Regions from separate parts of the Rattus norvegicus genome. Here region 1 is linked to region 2. Evidence: chromatin contacts called from public Hi-C data. All regions are on one chromosome and are shown on one strand. The core of a region is the stretch at or near the end of the contact, and the rest is flanking DNA. Distances in the headings are between cores, read along the strand shown.

What was found. A called contact is a pair of places that touch in the nucleus more often than the background predicts.
Region 1: a contact with region 2 is called in a Hi-C map of liver, with 2.0 times the contacts expected there. The contact joins the enhancer-like site here to the promoter of Serp2 in region 2. A contact is called at or near these places in 4 of 12 Hi-C or Micro-C datasets (hepatocytes, kidney and liver).

Annotation. Positions count from the first base shown.
Region 1 is chr15:58,474,509-58,479,511 of GRCr8, forward strand. The region is part of intron 1 of LOC102546462 (a long non-coding RNA gene); the gene reads left to right. Among named protein-coding and RNA genes, the nearest start is that of Serp2, 160 kb to the left of the region's middle. Within about 2 kb of position 1,978, at least 7 of the 93 cell types and tissues checked have an H3K27ac peak or open chromatin away from gene starts, as enhancers often do. A contact at or near this core is called in hepatocytes, kidney and liver, where this site is marked.
Region 2 is chr15:58,310,450-58,315,300 of GRCr8, forward strand. It overlaps Serp2 (stress-associated endoplasmic reticulum protein family member 2), which reads right to left and starts at 2,775. Exons shown (of 3, transcript NM_001394792.1): 1 at 2,508-2,775. The coding sequence starts at 2,591. It overlaps LOC120097114 (a long non-coding RNA gene), which reads left to right and starts at 3,001. Exons shown (of 2, transcript XR_005494361.2): 1 at 3,001-3,111; 2 at 3,239-3,580.

The sequences.
Region 1 (5,003 bases), core at 728-3,227, 160 kb after region 2:
TGTCATTCATGAAATTTTAATAATACAGATATGCTTTGTTTATATACCGATTGCACATCTGTATTTTGTAATAAAAAGAACAGAACCCCTGTTTGCCAAGAACCATTTTTGGCTCACTTGGGGGAGCGAGCTATCCTCCACTGAGAATGAACACACGTCAAGACAGAAAACAGCACTGAGGACCGGAGAGAAAGAGTTTCAGAGGGGCCAGGTTGTCTCACTGTGGGCCCAGGAAAGCTTGTGTGAGAGGGAAGGGAAGGAAGGACTCAGGAGAAAAGCTGTGGTCACTCAGGGCGAATCAGAGCTGTGAGAGCCACAGAAAGAAGCACAGAGACGCAAGCCTGCACTGGGGGAGGGAGGTGCACAAGGAGGGGCAACCGGGGACGCTCATCCAGGGCTCTGGGTGCTAAGCCCAAGAGAATAGATTTAACCTTAAAGACACGGAGGAAACCTCAAAGTCTGAAGGAGGCTGACTCACTCACATGATAAATCTTTGAGTTCCTGCGAACCATCTGAGCTCCAGAGGTCATGACTGGACTGAGCATGAGAGAAGATGAGTTTGGAAAAGGACTGGGGAAATGGTGCCAGTGCTAGCCCCTGGCATGCTGGAGGTAATTGATCATGGAGTTTCTCACTGAGGTTTGGGCAGTGGTAACATTTAGCGACTTGCCAGTGCAGAACCTTCCCAGAGGACCCAGAACCCAATCTGCTTAAGGGTCTCAGAAGCCTGAGTTTTGCTACTTTTAAGTCCATGTTTTTCTTTGAGGTTAAACTGAATGGATCAGGGGTGATCAGCGAGCTGCAAGGACTGAGCTGTGCCCTCACTCTAAGTGGACCGACTACAAATGATGGGGAAAAATAGCACACATATTCTCAGTCCAAGCTTCAAACACTTTTGCCTCAGGTCCAGCAAAATGGGAACGTGCAGATATCCAGGACCGTGCTTGTTTCTTTTACCCAGCCCTTCCCCCTCCAGGAAGTGCCCTTTTTGTCACCAAGACCCTCCCTGGAAGACCACATTCCCCTCTTTCACTTCATCCCTTAATGATGAGCTGGCACCAAGAATTCATTGCTTGATGGTGGCCTTAGACATACGAGACATACGAAAGCCGCAGCATACGTTACAGGGATAAAAGTAGACACGTGAATGGTTTTTCTAGGTCATGCCTGGTGGGGTCAGTGGTCTTTTTGCAATGGGAGAGGCTGCCTGCCTGTCCTGAATGGAAGAAGGATTCAGGAAATAGAGCTCACAGGGTGACTGTTGCTGGTGATTTCTCTTCTCCATGCTGGGGCTGGCAGTGGCTACTCAAAGGCATCTGTCCCCTGCTTGGGCCTCTGTGACATATGCCAACACCTTCCGTTTGCTTAGGTAAGAGCACACTCGCTGTCTTTGATGTAAAGGTGAAAGCTTTTGTTTTTCTTGCCCAATTTGAACTGAATCCTTCTGCAGGAGCTCCCTACCCCAGCGCCCATTACAGTATTTCCCTTTCAAAGCATCTAGGGCCTCTCAGCAGCAGCCTCATTGGCAGCAGGCAACAAGAACCAAGGAGACTCAACTCTAACATAGTCTTTGAACTCCCTTCTCCATGGATGCCCTAGCTTCAGCCAGCTTACCCAGCTGTTTGCTTTGCCTAACCCAAGTTGGAGTGCCACCAGTTGGGTCCCAGACTGTTGACCTTGGCTCTGATATGGGATTTTAAAACACAGCTCTTTTGAAATTTCCTTTCATGGATTTGCAGTGATACCCGGTCACAGAATTCTGGCTCAGTGCCTGCCTCGGGTGTGGGAGTTGGATTCAGACAGGGCCATGGAACCTTCCACATCTCTCTTATCTGTTAGGAGAAGGTGGGAGTAACTGAGCTGAAAATGGAAGATCATTAACAAGCTTGCAAAGGCACCGCCAGACATTCCCATGAAGCCCCAGCTTCTGACCTGGCTCTAATGCCACACTATGCAGGGGTTACTTAACTACTAAAAGGTTAAAGGTGCTGACTCATGAATTCAGTGTTTGGCAGGAGACCTCCAGTGCTGCACCACAGCTCCGACTGATGTGGTGTCTAAAAATTAACTGAAGGAAGAGCTTGGGGGTTGTTCCAGAAGAACACCAAAGAATGTAAACCTGGTGGTAGAGACCAGTCCTCTCGGCACTCAGGGCTTAAGAGCACAAACAGTGTGCACTGTGTAGCTTTCAGAGAAGTGTGAACCCGCTAGTGAAGTGTGAACCTGCTAGTGAAGTGTGAGGGATTTGTTGGTGGTGGTTTTTTCTTTTGTTTCCGTTTTGTTTTTGTCTACTTGGGTAAGGTAAGAAAGAGTTGCTGCAGTGTGCCTTCATGACCTGGAGGGGTTTCCCACACTTCAGGTGACGGTGAGATGAAGTTCATGAGCACAAGATCCAGCACCACACCTTTGCACACACATCCCAGTCCTAAGATTTGCACACCCACATCAGTCCTAACATCTCCTGATTAGAGTTATTAGTCTTTCAGGATTTTATATTGTATGGTCACGACCTGGCCAACTCTTTAATGTTTGGTATATGATCAGTTGGCCATTCATTCTCTCACTGAATATTTTCTGATCATATTGGAAGTGCCATACACCATGGCATGAGGCATAGCAGTAACAACACCAACGCTCTTCGCCCAGTCAGAGCCATGCTGTCCAGAGCTCTGGTACATACCATTCCGAAGGATAATATTCAGAAGCTTAGTGAAAGTATAGGGTTTTAGAAAACAGAGTAGAGTGACCAGGCCTGGTTGCGGGAGAAATGTTCCTTGAGACAGTGACTTTGGCATTCATGAAAGAATATTTGGCTGTGCTCTTAGGTAGGGTAACTACCCACTCACGTCAGCTGTGATCCAGCCACTTGCAAGCAGCCTCCAAATTTGGAGGTGCCCATCACGCCAGGGTTCCCGTTAGGGCAGAACTGGATTTAATGAGCTGGGGAAGACACACAGGAGGGGAAGGAGACATTGTGAGCAAAATCAAAACCTCTCTAAATTGAGCAATCTTTGATTTGGTTTTGATTTTGCTCACAATGTCTCCTATGACTTCTGTGAGTTTCTAGAATCCACACCTTTAACTCTGTACTGAGAATGTTACATACACTATTTTCAGAAACATTTCTCTTCTGCCACCCTCTTTGCTTTGCCTAGTTTAAATATCTTATCTAAGAAGACTTCCCTCAATCCCTCAGTGTAGGCCAGCTTAGTTTTCCCTGCCATTAGTGAGTATCTAAGTGGGTGTCTTAGGATTTTACTGTTGTGAACAGACACCGTGACCAAGACAGTTTTTATGAGGACAACATTTAATTGGGGGTGGGTTATAGGTTCAGAGGTTTAGTCGATTATCAAGGCAAGAGTATGGCAGCCTCCAGGCAGGCATGGTGTAGGAGGAGCTAAGAGTTTTACATCTTGCTCCCAAGGTAAACAGGAGAAGACTGGCTCCCACCAGGCTAGGAGGGGAGTCTCAATGTTCACCCCCACTGTGACACACTTACTCCAACAAGGCTACACCTACTCTAACAAGACCACACCTCCTAATAGTGCCACTCCCTGAGTTAGGCATATTCAAACCACCACATTCCACTCCCTGGCCCCCATAGGCTTGTTCAAACACATGAGTCTATGGGAGCCATACCTAGCCATAGCAAAATAACAATTTATAAATAACATTTAATCCAACTTCAAAAATCCCATAGTCTATAACAGCCTCGACAATGTTAAAAATCAAAGTTCAAAGTCTCTTCTGAGATTCATGCAGTCTCTTAACTATAATCCTATATAAAGTTAAAAATACTGGACCAAAGTGAACCAGCTGGACAAACTCCAAACTCCTTGTCTCCATGTCTGATGTCAAAGCACTCTTCACATCTCCAACTCCTTTCACCCTTGTTGACTGCTGTTGGCACTCAGCAGCACTAAACTTCATTCTTTTGGGCTGTTTCCACTCCGTTAGCAGCTTTCATTGGCAAGGTGTTCCATGGCTCTGACGTCTCTAACATCTTGAGGTATCTAGAGCAACTTTACCTTCACAGCTTTTTGTTCCAATGTCTGGGATCCACACACAATCTTCTGGGCTCCTCCAAAGGACATGGGTCCCATCTTCAGCTCTGCCCTCTGTAGTACTCTAGGCTCTGGTTGAATTCACTCCACTGCTGCTGCTGCTGTTCTTGGTGGTCATCCCATGGTACTCACATCTCCAATACCCTGGGGTCTTCTGCTGCGACTGGGCTTCACCAATAGCCTCTCACAGGCTCCTTTCATGGTGCCAAGTCTCAGCTTCTTTGTATGATCCCTTAAGTCCTGGGCTATCAACTGCAGCTGAGGGTGCACCTTCACCAGTTGCATTTCTTGCCCTCTCACAGTGCCAAAGCCTCAGCTGCTCTCCATGACCTCTTAATGTGACTTCTACATTACCAAGTCCGGCTGCAGCATGAGGTACAACCTTGGCTATCTCTGGAACACAGCTTCTTTGTGCTCTCAGAAAACACTTTCCAGGAGATTTCATTTCAGTGATGCTGGTCTTTTCTTAATCACCGCTAATTTCTTAGCTCCAGTTAACCAGCATCAATTGTCCCAGTAGTCCCTTCTTGCTTTGACTCTAAAGCCAGAGCCACATGGCTGAAGCTGCCGAGTACTGCTGCTTGCTGGAACTGGAGCATGACCCCTTTGCTCTATTATATTATCACCAGCTTTCTGTTTTCCAACTCCTTTAGTGCCTAAACTTGACTGTCCTGAACCTTGCTCTGTAGATTAACTTTGAACTAACCACCATGCCTGGACCTACACTTAGCTGGGTGAGATCTTGCCCCAAGGTCACCACCCCTTTGTAAGCTTGCTATGCTTGTTCAAAAATGCTCTTCATGAGACTTAACCAGAGAACTAAGTCTATACTGGATTTTCTGAGACTTCCTTCTCTTCACCTTAGCCTCAGGCAGATTCTTCAGACAAGGGCAAAAAGTAGCCACGCTCTTCACAAAAATATCACAAGATCTCTAGGCC
Region 2 (4,851 bases), core at 1,525-4,024:
CCACAACAACCCTTCATTTTCTGTTTCTTACATCAATCTGGGAGGAAAACATTTGTTTACCCAAAAGCCATTAGCTAATCATGAAAGACAAGCATCCGCCACATACAGTGACAGAGGCTGACTTCTGAACAGTGAGCTTGAGTTTTTTCAACTGGAACTTGCAAATCTGTTCCCATTTACTTAAGTCTACACAGGATTAGTTACTAATGTTTGGCCTCAGATGCAGACAAGGGACTGAGGTGCACATTTTACATATCAAAGCACCTTGGCCTCCAGGTCCCGAGGCATCCCTCAGTCTCTTCCTGCCCCCAACCCTGCCAGGCCAGAGGCTGGGCCTGGCTGTCCTTCTCCCAGAGGCTCTTCCTTATATCCAGACATTTTGGTGTTCTCTCTCTCTCCCTCACTTCCTCCCCTTCCCTCTCCCTCTTCCTTATCCCCTCCCTCTCCCTCTCTCCTATTTTGGTCTCCTCTCGGTCTCCCTCTCGTTTTCTTCTCTTCTGCATGCCCCCTTTCTCTCCCCCACCACCCTATGGTGACTTCAGTAGTCTCCTTCCGTGGGGCCAGTGAATTTGACCAAGAGCCGCTTCCCAGTCAACCTGTCTTTAATCTAATCTGGCTTGAATTGGCTCACTTCACTGGCGGAGAAATAACCTAGAAACTTCTATCAAAGTACAACCACATTTGACTTGTAATTAAAACAAGAAGATTCAGGATTTACAGAGAAAAAATTTGTTTTCCTTTTGGATGCTGATCCACTTACAATGTGACTAACCAAACGCCCCCTCAAAACAACTGGAAGCAGTTTATGGGGGCTTGGTTTTGAAGCCTTCCATTACAAATTTAGTCTGGTCAGTTACAGGTCCTCGTAGGCGCCACAGCATTGTTGAGGAGGGCCATCCGTGGTACAGCAGAACCTTTTAAGTGCACTTATACCATACATTAAATGGGATTTAATGTAGCTGGGAAAGTTGTGTTGGATTGCAGATGGCTGGTTACATCCACTACAGAGCCTTTTCCTGTTTTATTTTCTTATTTTGAAGCCAACAATTTTTTTTCTTTGTTTTAGGCCCTCAACATTCTCTCAAGTCTATGGAGGCCAATGGGGAAAACAGCCTTGCAGATAACTCAGTGCTTGAGTCCTTGCCCTGGCCCCCACAGAAGCTGTCAGCTGAGATCATTTTACCTCTGAACTCGGTTTCCTTCACTCATTAGGAAGAACCACGTCTACTTATTTCCACTATGTCAGCAGATGGGTCTGCCACCTTGAGAAGGAAGAAATGAACTGCTAGGAGCATAAAATAATTGCCTTTAATGTCAACTTGGGCAGTGGCGCCCCACCCCCACCCAGTAAAACCTCATGGGGGAAACAGAACCCTGCGAAAAATGTGGTTCCCATTCTATGGTGCCTTGGCATTTTGTCTCCTCTAATCTCAGCTAAATGCTCTAGTTCCCCAAAGAAGGAATTTTAAGGGTTACTTAAGCCTGGAACTGTGTATAAAGCTCTGAGTGGAGTTTGACGTCATGGCTTCTCTGCCACAATTCTGCTTGGTTTAACAAGGATTCCGGTGTGATGACTACATATCCAGCTTTTCCCTCAGTTAATCAAACCAACATAATGTCTTTGCTAAAAGGCATTGCCTCATCAAGTCTGCGTTTCCAGACAAACCCCAAGCTTCGGCTGGACTTCCCCTTAATCTTAGGGGATAATAGATTCCAGGCGCCTTTGCAAACCAGTTCTTCGAATCCGATGCAACCCACTCAAGCCTTGGATGGTTCAAAGTCACAGGCCTGACGTTTTCTGTAACAGACAACCTGGTTTCCTTAAGGAAACCTCTGCACTTACGGTACATAGCTTACTTAAGATTCCAGGGGTAAAGCTTTAATACACAGTCTGGAAGCAAAGAACCCCGGGCAATAAGATGGTCTCTACAGTTACAGCATCATAATGAGCCAGAATCTATAGGGTGAACGATAGGCAGTAACGAAGAGAAAGAGGAGGGTGGAGCGAAATGTAGCTCGGAAACTCACGCCCTACTTTAAATCCTTTCAGTATGTACATACAGGGAGAAGAGACAAAAAAAGGTGGAAAGAAAACCTTAGCATGGGGGTAGGGAGGGTCCAGGGGCGGAGTCTAGAACTGGGGATAAGTGGCATTCTATCATTCGTTCGTTCCCTCATTCATTCATTCATTCATTCATTCATTCATTCATTCACCTACTAGGCTTTTAGCCCAGTTGGTTTCATTGGCCCCTTAAGATGCAGCTTTTAGCCTTTTTCAAGGACGATGGCTCATTCTCTTCTGGAGAGGCTCCACCAACCAGAGCCCTCTCCGCCCATGAGAAAGCAGAGCAGTCTGCGCCCCCAGAGCCCGGCTGGGTCCCCCAGCCTGCGGGACCCCGGAGGAGGGGCTGGGAGGCCTGGCTCGGAGCCCGTGGCCCGCCCGCTCCGCCCCGCTCCGCCCCGCGGGTCCTGCCAGCTCGGCCCGGCCGGCGCCGCCCCCGCCTTACCAAGGTTTTGGCTACGTTTCCCCTCTGGGTGATGTTTTTGCTGTGCTTCTCGTTAGCCATCCGGATCCGCTGTTTGGCCACCATGGCTTGGGCGCTTGGAGATGCTCTCGACTCCCACCTGCAAGGATGGCCGGGATGAGCCGTAGCCGCAAGGCCCCGCGGCTTGCCCGGGCGCTGCAGGTGGCAAGGCGCGGCCGAGCCCCGCACACCCCGCTCCCCGAGCCCCAGCCAGCCGGCTCCAGAGAGAGGCCAGCGCGCGGACGGAAGTAATCTCTCATCTCAGGAAACCCTCTCCGACTTCCTCGCCATCCTTCCGGTCCCCCCAGCTACCTACCCTACGCGGCCACCGAGGCAGGAGGCGGGAAGCGGGAGGCGGGCGCTGCTACAGCGCCGCGCGCCGAGCCAAGGGCACCGTGGCCCAGGGTGTCCGGGTCCTGAGATCGAACGCTGCGGGGCATAGGGTTCGGGCGACCGGGCGTTTGTGCGTGCGTGGGGGGTGGGGACGCAGCCGCACCCAGCCTGGTGACCTCTGACTGTTTCATGACCACCTCGGGCCAGGCAGGGATTGGGGCACTGGTGCTTCAAGCTGAAGGCTAGACCCTAGGTAGTGAGCGCTGAGCCTCAGAAAGCAAATTGAGCCTGACCAGGTTTGGGTAGTACTGTTGGGAAACACCCTGAAGGAACCTGCCCTTTAGGTGTCTGAGGAAACCCCACTTTGGCACTTTCTACAGGGTTGTGCGAAGAGACCCTTTGTGACATAGGAAGAGGAGCCGGAAAGCCTCAGGGTCGAGTTGGACCAGGCCTTCTCACCTTGGTAGTGGTGGGCATCACACTAGTAGATTGACCGCGAAACAACTGAGTGGACCATAAAGGGCGAAGAGATAGTAAGCCTACGGCACAGGAAGATTTTGATGGTCACTACCCATAGCCAAAGTGTTGACCAAGCTTGAACTCCCACCACCAGCACCACCACCACCACCACTGCCTTGGGGCATCTTGGACCTTCTCAGCTACTGTGTGTGGTCTCCCAGACAAGTACTGGGATTTGCTATTCAGTAAAAGGACAAAACCAATGTTTGAATCTCCAGATGCTGACACCAAGCTGTAGCTAGTAAAGGAGGAGCTTAACTGCTCATCTTTCCATAGCAAACAGGCTCCTTGGAGCCCAGGAGGAGGAAAATCTGGGGAAGCGGGAAGAGGTGATCCAGGGTTAGGGCAACACAAAATAACACTACAGAGCGAGGAACGAGAGCTGTGTAGACCAGATATGGCTGAGACATCTCTCATCCTATCTTCCAGCATCCTCCAAACATCTGGAGGCTGTTTCAATGGGCTCTGGTATGGGCAGAATTTATGTGGTAGGAAGCTAGGAAGAGCTCTTTTGATACCATTTGTCTTAGTTTGGGTTTCTGTTGTTGGGATGAAACTCAAACAGGGCAGGAACTTGGAGTCAGGAACCTGGGGGCAGGAACCTGGAGGCAGGAGCTGATGCAGAGGCCATGGAGGGTGCTGCTGACTGGTTACTTTTTCTGGCTTGCTCAGCCTGCTTTCTCATAGACTCTAGGACCACCAGCTCAGGGACGGCACCACCCACCATGGGCTGGGCCCTTCCCCTTCATTCCATACTTAAGGGAACGCCTTACAGTTGGATCTCATAGACATTTCTCAGCTGATGAACCTTCCACTCTGAAGACGCTAGCTTGGGTCAAGTCAGACAAAACCAGCCCATACACCCTTCTATCAACTGGTTAGAAATCTTTTCACTTGAATGACCAACTACTGGCTTCATAAACATTATGAACAGCCACCAACATCACAGGACCATTTGAGACTTCTCTGGTCCCTGTTTTTAAGGACCACTGACTTTTATGTAGGGGAAGTGTTTGGGCATCTCTACCTCCTGAGAAGGGCTATTATATAAGACCCATGGGTGCTTCTGTCTGTCCCTCAGTTACTTCAGTAACTAGGCAGAGTAAGGGCCAATTCTCACTGAAGCTGACGAGAGACCAGGCTCAGGGGGACATTCAGAGTAGTGAGGTTGAAAGGCTGTTTCTACTTTGAGACTTCAAGCAGTATTCCTAGCTCCACAGAGGCAACCTTATTGAGGGAAATTTATTATTTCTTGTTCTTTGTTTTGTTTGTTAGGGAACAATCTTATGCCTTTAATTTTTACTTTATGACATTTTAAATTAGTTTTAATTAAATAGAGGACCTGTTCACAGTGAAAAGTCCAGGGAAAAACCCTCTATTCCCGCATTTTCCAAGTTGCTTTCCTAGTATTCAATTAGTCATCTATCTAGCATCTATATCTATCTATCTATCTATCTATCTATCTATCTATCTA